Linked DNA regions of Sus scrofa: region 2 is linked to region 1. A link is a contact called in public HiChIP or PLAC-seq data. All regions are on one chromosome and are shown on one strand. Each heading gives the region's core, a stretch centred on a gene start, on an enhancer-like site or on the middle of the called end of the contact. The rest is flanking DNA. Distances are from core to core; before and after follow the strand shown. Region 1 overlaps RBMS1 (RNA-binding motif, single-stranded-interacting protein 1). Region 2 has its middle 190 kb from the start of RBMS1.

The links. HiChIP or PLAC-seq counts read pairs in DNA pulled down with a chosen protein or histone mark.
Region 2: an H3K27ac HiChIP or PLAC-seq map of alveolar macrophages shows a contact between it and region 1. The contact joins two enhancer-like sites. A contact is called at or near these places in 1 of 47 Hi-C or Micro-C datasets (embryonic fibroblasts) and 2 of 2 datasets of contacts at active chromatin or transcription factors (alveolar macrophages and skeletal muscle).

The regions. Positions count from the first base shown.
Region 1 is chr15:67,245,291-67,249,980 of Sscrofa11.1, forward strand. All of the region lies in intron 2 of RBMS1 (RNA-binding motif, single-stranded-interacting protein 1), which reads right to left. Among named protein-coding and RNA genes, the nearest start is that of ITGB6, 130 kb to the left of the region's middle. Within about 2 kb of position 2,586, at least 15 of the 83 cell types and tissues checked have an H3K27ac peak or open chromatin away from gene starts, as enhancers often do. A contact at or near this core is called in alveolar macrophages, where this site is marked.
Region 2 is chr15:67,601,894-67,606,583 of Sscrofa11.1, forward strand. No RefSeq gene overlaps it. Among named protein-coding and RNA genes, the nearest start is that of RBMS1, 190 kb to the left of the region's middle. Within about 2 kb of position 2,813, at least 1 of the 83 cell types and tissues checked has an H3K27ac peak or open chromatin away from gene starts, as enhancers often do. A contact at or near this core is called in alveolar macrophages, where this site is marked.

The DNA.
Region 1 (4,690 bases), core at 1,336-3,835:
TATCTTATGACAATATTTTTTACCACAACTCACCATACTATAGCATTTATGGATGGAGAGTCACAGATGGCCAAACCCAAATTAGTGCTTCCAGGTACTAACAGGTCAGAGGAAAATAAGACTTGGTGGAAACGGAACCCAGAATTCTGCAAGTAAAGTGTAGCTTATCTGTCATAAAAATGAGTCCTGAAAAGTCTCAAAACACTGATTAATGTCTAACTGTTAAAATAAAGGCAATCCAATTATATAAAATGGTCTTTCATTTCTGACTTCAATTTATGAACTGACAATGATAGAGCATTAAAAAAATGTTCTTCTTCTCCCACCAAAACCTACAATGTATTTTCCTTGCTTTGACAATCTCACCCTCATGCTGATATAACACTTCCTCTATGAGAAGGAAGACAATGTTGTATTGGAAAGCAGAGAGAGTTGTCAAGAGCAGGAGACCTCTCCTCAAGTGCTGGTTCAGCCTCTGCCCAGCCCTGTGATTCTGGTGCGGGTGCCTGGCCTCAATGCCCTGACTTAAAACACCTACCCCCTAAAGGCATGATATTGTGACATCATCTGCCTTGTGCACTGCAGTTCGGGGGCCAGGGCATGCTGACACATCACAGATATTTGGCAGCAATAAATGTTAACCTTTTCTCCTTCCCACCCCACCCCCAATTATCTTGAATAAAGGCACTTCTAATTCTTACCACTGGAGAGCACTAAGCTGCATTACACACCTCACCTTCACAATGACATGATTCTGAGCCACAAAATGCTGAGAAAGCGTATGCCTATCATTTCTATAGTTGCTTTTCAGTACGGTTCTTTGCATAGTGAAACCCCTCAATATGTACTGTTTGAATGAATGAAACCAAAACATGCAATACAAATTTTTTCCCCTTAGAGTATTTGTTGTGGGGAATTGAGGGAAGTTGGCAGTTGTGGAGAGAAGGGAAATACATTCTGCCTTGAAAAATGAACACGGCCTTGTGTTTTATCCTAATTTAGCTTATAAAAACAAATGAAGGAAGTAAAGTAATTTAGGAGTTTAACATGGAATTAAAAGTTGCTACCAAAAAGACAACTGTAAAAGGTTGTTGGGGGAAAAAAACCCAAAAAACTAAGAAGAATTTTAGTTCCTAGGTTACTTTTCAAATATCTCTAAATTTGTTACTCCTTTTAAAAGAAAAACTAGAACTCTTACACACACACACACACACACACACACACCCAGTAACAGAGAACTGTGTCAGAGTCTGTAGAAACTGAATGTATTAAACTCCAACACCGAAAATCATCAAGGCCTGCTTCATTCAAAACAAGAACAACGTGACAGAGAGTAAAAGTAAACGTACTCTCTGAAGCAAAGAGGGTTATCTGAAACTATTAAAACGGAGTGTGCAAACTACCTAGAAATTTCTCCTGATTCTGACATGAGCTGAAAACGGCAGGAGTCAAATTGGACATTTCCTAGACTGAACACGAATGTTGGCTTTGATCCAGAACATGGCACCAGCATATTGATTTCCAAATGCTGTCAGGCCATCCTTTTCTAAAGTAATAAATCCTGACTGCCCCACGACCTTGAAAAGCCGGTGTGAAGAACAGACAGAAAAGGAAAATGATATCTATTTTACTCACTTCAGTTCTAAGAAATCTGGGGATGTGATACAAATGTATCATTAGTAAAAAATACACTTGGGCTGGATAGGCAAGGGAATGCTAATGTAGCCTGCCAGCACAGTTGATGTTTCTAAACTTAGATGTTTCATTCAAGGGTCACTCGTGACAATGGTCACGTCTCTTCAGGGCGGATCTAATGGAAAAGGATAAATAGGGCTCCAATGCTGGTTTCCTACTGATCTGCTCCAAATAAGACTATCCTTAGACACTGCAGATAAAGATAAGCAATCATTCCAAAGACAGAGCAATACCGCTCTAAAAATTTCTAATCTTAAAGCTTAAGAAAATCAGAGAAGAATTATCTTTATGTGGGAAAAAAAAAAAAAATGGAGCCAAAGTGAGCCAAAAGCTGTTAAATTACTTTAGTATCAGTTTCACAAAATTTCCATATTTCAATGAAGGTAATAAGACTCTCTCTCTCATGATAGCTTAAATTTGCTGCATCTTCCAGAATGTACAAGTATGAGTGCTGTGAATAAAGACTGGGGCTAAAAGTACTTCTTATTTACATGACATAATCAGGATTTCCCAATCTTGTTGTTTTGAGAAATCTTGCATCATAGGAGAGGCGCTAATGGAAAGGGGACATATCATTCCCATTCTTTAAAAGAACAAAAAAAACCTAGATTCTAGAAAGGCAGGTAAGGCTTATGGAGCTAAAGCAAAATTCCAGAATGGACTGGATAGAGAGACTGGTGAAAAGAACAGGCACCAGAGAAGTCCTTCCCAGGAAGACACCCATGGTGAAACTTTTGCTCTTTCTACCCTGGGGAGTAGTGAGGAAGTCAAGGTTGCTCAGAAATGCTACAAAGTATATTTTGCTTTGAGCTAAATAAAAATCATTATTTGCTGGTGGATTAGACAAGGACATCTGGGAAGAGGAAATGTGGTTTGGATGAGTGGGTAACTAGCTAAACAAGTGACTGAGCTAGTCTGATGGTCAAGGCCGACGCATGTAGGGATGTGTCACAAGGCTCTGTTCTTGGCCAGAACTTTTTCAACATCTAAAAATTGGCACAAATCGGGTCACTGACTGCACTCTTATTAAATATATGAATGTTCCAAAGCTAGTGGGGAATGGTGAATGTAAGGTGGTAGAAATAGTGCTTGGAAATTATTTCAATAGGCTAGAATGAATTCTTGGCCAAAGCCAACACTATAATATTTAATAGGGAAAAATAAGCCTTACGTATAAGTTCCAAAGGGAGGGATAATCAACTGTATAACTTTAGGGAAAGCCTTGGTTTCTCACATGAAAATACCTGGCTTTTCTGGCAAGGAACAAATTCAAGTTCTCTAGATGAAACAGATATAGGTTGCACTGAGAAAAATATACGATCCTGATCTTAGAAAGAAATTATGCTTTGGGGGCTCTTTGCTCACCATCTTCTGACCCCCATAGTGATGGGCTGAACTGGGTACCCCCAAAAGATATGTCCAAGTCCTAAGCTCCAGTGACTGTGAATGTGGTCTGATTTGGACATAGGGTCTTTGCAGATATAACTGAATTAAGATAAGGCCATTAGGGTAGGCCCACATCCAATGTTACAGGTGTCCTTCTAAGAGGGAATCTGGACCCAGACAGAATCACAGGGAGAAGGTATGTGTTGACTGAGATGAGCCCGGGGATGCAGCTGTGAACCAGAGCACTAAGAACTGCAGGCAAAGCACCACCAGCTGTACGGGGAAGGATTCTCCCTTAAGCTTTCAGAGGGAACATGGTTCTACTGACACCTTAATTTTGGACTTCTAGCCTCTAAAACTGTGGGATAATAACACATTATTTTAAGTCATCAAGTTTGTGGTACTCTGCAACAGCAACCCTGGGAATTCACACAGCTCCAGCTGCCTTTTGATCCTGTATAAGGCCCTGCGCTTGTCCTGCTCCATCTTCATCTTCTGCCCTTCAAGAAGTTACTTCACTGGGGAAATTCAGTCTCATTCTGCAAGGCTCAGTTTCATGGTTCTCTCCAGTAGCAGCAAGCCTTCTCTGACCTTCCCTGACCAAGCTAAGCGCTGCCTCTGCACTGGCCCGAGGCAGTGGGTCCTCAGTGTTCTTGGTGCAGCCCTCGGCCCGCTGCTACACCAACCCCATGTCTGCATCCGCATCACATCAGTCTGTGTTCCCTCAGACTGCTTTCCTCTTAGCATCTCAGGCCCTGGCATAGTGCCTGGCAAAAAATAATCAGTCAAAATTTAGGAGGAAGGAACGGAGGAATAAAAGAATAACAACAGCCCACTTTAACTGAGTGCTTTCTACGTCAAAGGCGTTTGTTCTAAACATCTCCTTGTACCTCATCTGAGCTCTTTCAGAGACTAAGCTTGGTAGACACAGGTCTAGAAATATATCCTATGAGGATGGAATGGCTGACAGCCTTGCAGATGCTCACATGGAAAAGAAAAAACTCTAAAGAAGTCCTATCTAAAAACTATCTTGAGGAGTTCCGGTCATGGCTCAGTGGTTAACGAATCCGACTAGGAACCATGAGGTTGTGGGTTCGATCCCTAGTCTTGCTCAGTGGGTTAAGGATCCGGCATTGCCGTGAGCTGTGGTGTAGGTTGCAGATACGACTAGGATCCCGCATTGCTGTGGCTCTGGCGTAGGCCGGAGGCTATAGCTCCGATTAGACCCCTAGCCTGGGAACCTCCATACGCTGTGGGAGTGGCCCAAGAAATGGCGAAAAGACAAAATAAAATAAATAAATAAACAAAAATAAAGAACTATCTTGGATTGGGGGTGGGGCAGGGATAAATTTGGGGGTTGGGACTGACATATATACACTACTATATGTAAAATAGATGGGTAACAAGGACCTACTGTATAGCAGAAGGAAATTTACTCAACACTGTGTAATAACCTATATGGGAAAAGACTCTGAAAAGGAATGGATATATGTATATGTACAACTGATTTACTTTGCTATATACCTGAAATTAACACAACTTTGTAAGTCTACCATATTTCAATAATTTTTTTTTTAAATAAAAACTATTTTTATTGGAGAACATGCCA
Region 2 (4,690 bases), core at 1,563-4,062, 360 kb after region 1:
GTTATACCTATACATATATCCATTCTTTTTTCCCATATAGGTTATTACAGAGCATTGAGTAGACATCCCTATACTATATAGTAGGTCCATGCTAATTATTTATTTTATATATAGTAGTGTGTTAATCCCATCCTCCAGTTCATCCTTCCTCCTGCAGTTTCCCCTTTGGTAACCACAAACTTGAATTTAAAATCTGTGAGTTTGTTTCTGTTTTATAAATTAGGTCTTTTCTGTCATTTTTATTAGATTCCACATGTAAGTGATATATGACATTTATCTTTCTCTGACATCATTTAGTGTAATAATCTCTAGGTCCATTCATGTAGCTGCAAATGGCATTATTCCTTCCTTTGGCTGAGTAATATTTCATTGTGCACATGTACCACATCTTCTTTATCTGTAAATGGACATTTAGGTTGCTTCCATGTCTTGGTAAATAGTGCTGCTATGAATATTGGGGTGCATGTGTCTTTTCGAACTATGGTTTTCTCTGGATAGATGCCCAGGAATGGGATTGCTAGGTCGTATGGTCGTCAAGCCAGTTCTTGATAGCTCTGAGAAGGGCAACCCTATTTACTTGTTAACATCAGTTAATATTAGCTGACAGGAAAGAAATGGTGGGCCTGTGACTAAGTGACTTGATGAAACACTATTACAAAACCATGTCAGCTAGCAGTGTATTTCTTATCTGCAATTATTAAAATGACCAACAGCCCTTGACCAGAGGGAATTTTGAGTAGGAACTCCAGCCCTCTCACCAAACATTTTAAATATTTGCTAGCAGTGTGTGGATTTGTGATTCATAATAGTACCTTCTTTTTAGACTCTTGCTTCATCTCCTAGCTTCTATGTTATTTACCCAACTCCATTGAGGCTCATAAGATTTCTCTTTAGTTCAACTCCTAAAATGAATTTGGGTAAACACAGAAGACACTGTCAGTGCCACAGCTCTACACTTGGCGCTCACCACTCTCATAAACACTGGTAATGCCAACAAGATCCTGCGACTCTTGCCAAGCATCAGAAGTGCTGGGAACTTACTGCCACCAGGAACCACTCTCAGTCAATGACAATGACTTTGGGAAAGAAATACCCCAACTTTCTAACCACTAGAGGGAGTGTGGGCCCCTGTGATAGGTCATCTGAGCTGTCTCCTAGAACTACCCCGAAGGATTGAGCCCCTGTCGACCACAGCAGTAACCTGCTCAATAATGTACCCTCATATTGGCTTCTTTCCTTTTTCTCTGTCTCTTCCATTCTCCTACCCCTACTTCCTGGGATCGCCTCCCAAATAAACTTCTTGCATTCAAATTCTTGTCTCAGGATCTACTTCGACTGATGAGAGTAATTGCAAGCCCATGTGGACAATTTCTCTAATACCCATGGCTCATATGGGAGCTCTCATAGTCCAGTTAGTTTGGTCTTCAAAGTCATGGACTAGCTCTTATCCTTTGCGACTACTCCGAATTTGAAATCTTAAACTTCAGAATTCTACTTTTTTTTTTTTTTTCCAGAATTCTACTTTTTGAACAAACCTACAGACTCATGGCTCCTCCACTTAACTATCCCAAACCTGCTCTTTGAACTTATCAACACCTGCAGCCTTGTGTCTCCCCTGCATTTGATGTCACTTTGCCCATATCTGTACCCACTATTGGTCAGTTTAAATATACTCACTTGCATCTTTTCCCTTCTTTTAACCCCTTGATCACTTTCTACCTTGATCTTGAAAATCCTCAAACATAGGTTAACTGGAACATATTCTTTAGATTCAACTTCCTGTCGCCAGTTTTGCCCACTTGCTCAACATATTCCAGCTACATACACCTTCTCATTCTGCACTGAAAATGCTGTGATTTTACATAACACTGAATTCATGTTTCTGGTATGTTCTTCTGGTCTTTGGAACTTTTCTATTCTCCTGCTTAAAGGTCATCCCATCAATGGTGCCTCCTCGACACAGTCAGGCAGAATTAATTGCTATCTGTTGTTGATTTCATACCATTTCATATATGACCATTAGAACAGTCATCACATGGAATTGTAATTATTTCCATGACTACCTTCTCGACCAGAGTGAGAACTTGAGGACAAGGGTAGTCATTAATCATCAATACCCTGAGCTCCTACAGCTAGATTGGCTGAAAGATACCAGGTTGTGATTCAATGTGTGATGAATGAATAAAATTAACTCCTTAAAGTCATTTTTTTCTCCCCAGCTCCCCATTTAATTTTCACAGAAAACAAATTTATTGCCTGTTATTTCTGTGGAACCTAGTTTTTGCAAAGTCCTTTATTATAGCTCATCTTAACATGTTGGTGTGTCTAAGACCTAATTCTGACATGATCTGCCTACTGGTTTCTTCTGCCTGCACATCCTTGACTTCAGCTAGGTGTTTTCAATTACTAGCTCAGCCCAGACTGACAGTAATCGGATTGGAGTCTGTCACCACAGAAACCATAAAATAGCTTTAGGTCTAATTAGATCTGTTGTCTCCCAAGCATGGTCCTACCTCCAGAATTCTGTTTAGGTAACAGAAGTAAGTAGTAGAAGTCCTATGGTTTAAGTCACTGTTAGTTTAGCTTTTAATTAATTATAGCTGAAATAAACCCTAGACAGTAAACATATGAATAATAACTTTAAGTTGCATTAAGAGAAGTATGCCTATTTAGAGAAGCAGACAGAAAGGAGGGGTGGAGGAAGGAAGTATTGGTATGAGGAGTGAGAAAGAATTAACCTATGAAGGCTCTATGTGTCCTTGACAATCTTAAACAGAGCATTGCATAAAACAGAGGGATGTTTGGTAAAAAGGAGAAGTGAACATTCTTGAATGGGCAAACATTTGGAACACAAGTGTACATGAGTTAGCAGAACTCATTATTTCTGACTTATGTTAAGACAATATTTGAATAGCAGAATATTATTTCTGCATAATAGAGGGACAGTTTACTGAGAACCATGATGGTGGTATTGGGGAACAGAGTTCCAGGGCTGCTTGGGCAATGACCCAGGAACACCCCATCATCACCAAGATCATGAGTGCAAGCATATATAAGGCAGATATGTATTGTCTTGATTATACCATTAAATGTCTAAGTGTGACTTAGAGCTAGCCATTTATACTGTTCAGTTTCCTCATTTTGGGAAAAAAGAGAGTGAATCTGATGATTCAGGGTCATTTCAACTACATAAAATGCTCTCAAAGTTGAAGGATGTTTTCTCCTACAAGTTCTGTCTTAATGCCCTTACATTTTTCTGAATCTTTGTTTAAAACATGCTAACTAAAGTTCTTAAACATTACAAATAAAAATGCGAGAGAAGGGCACTGGAAAAAGTTAGCAAGAAAAATTATATTTCATATTGAGTAAATTTTCTGAACCAAATTGCTTCTGACAGAGAATTTTCTACTTTTACTACTTTTACTGCTTGTTGCTTTTAGCCCATTAGATGGGTGATTAACGCTCTGAGTTGTATTTCAAGCTCTAAGTTTTGTCAATACTAAATAAATAATGGCGGTATTTCCTTTCTGCTTCTGGGCTTATGGACCATGATCATAAAATTCTTTAATTTTCAGAAGAGTAAAAAACATTTCCCTTTCGCAAAGAGCAGACAGCAAGGATAACAAGTGCAATAAGTAGTACACCCCAATTAGAAAAACGGCTTCTTTATGGTACAGAAAAAAAAAATGGTGGCCTATGATGCACTACAAGGTTCTGGTTCCCGTGGAAACCAGTGTTCACAGGTCCTGACTGCACATGGCTACCTGATGATCTTGGATCAAACAGCTGTACACAACATCTCAATTTACATTGTGAAATGGAAAATGACCCCAAATTCATAACTGAAAATCCATGAGGCAACTTGACAGATGGCAATGGCCTTAGACACACTAGCACAAGTATGACTAAGAACAACTCCTGAGCACTGGAAGGAAATCTTGAGATGTTAGTTATATCTGCCCCCAAAATTATGTTTGAGAGAATAGATTATACTTTCTCTTTTTAAATCATATGTGGTTAAAATTTATTTGACTAGTTGGCTCTATGTAGAATGCCCTTTAAAAAGCAGATGTCTAAATGCCAGGTATCTTCCTAAGGATTGTCCTATATCCTCTTTGGTAGTATTTGCTTTGCAATGTTTATGAACCACAAATATTTCTTGAGCCACATAATAATATGAATGATTAATTCCAATATGACTTGAAAACCTTTGTTTTTTACCTTGGGGGACATACTTGTATTGAGGGTTATGTTTAGTTATTATTGTTTTGTTTTCTTTTCTTTTGGTCTGAACTTCATCTCATTTTTTTACCCTTATGGCTGTGGTGTGAAGGCTAATTAAATTTGTATTGAGTTTTGCGAACCCTGTGGAGAAAAGATTTATATCCACCTAGGAAATCTTGGAACATGAAGTTTGGTACACAAATTCTGGGATTTCTGTTGTTAGTTTGTTAGAAATCTTGAGACTTAGCCAAGAAGCAGAAATGTAGAGCACACCTAGATAATTTGGGAAAAAATTAAGTAGATTGAGATTGAAATATGTGAAATATTTAGTCTTTCAGAATTTACCTGAAAACAGCTGAAGTAAATTATCTAGATAAGATTGGGTCCAGAATAGAAGCATGGTAAGAATAGATTTTTGAAATAAAAGGTATAAAGGCTCTGAGTGTATCCCATCAAAAATGACAGG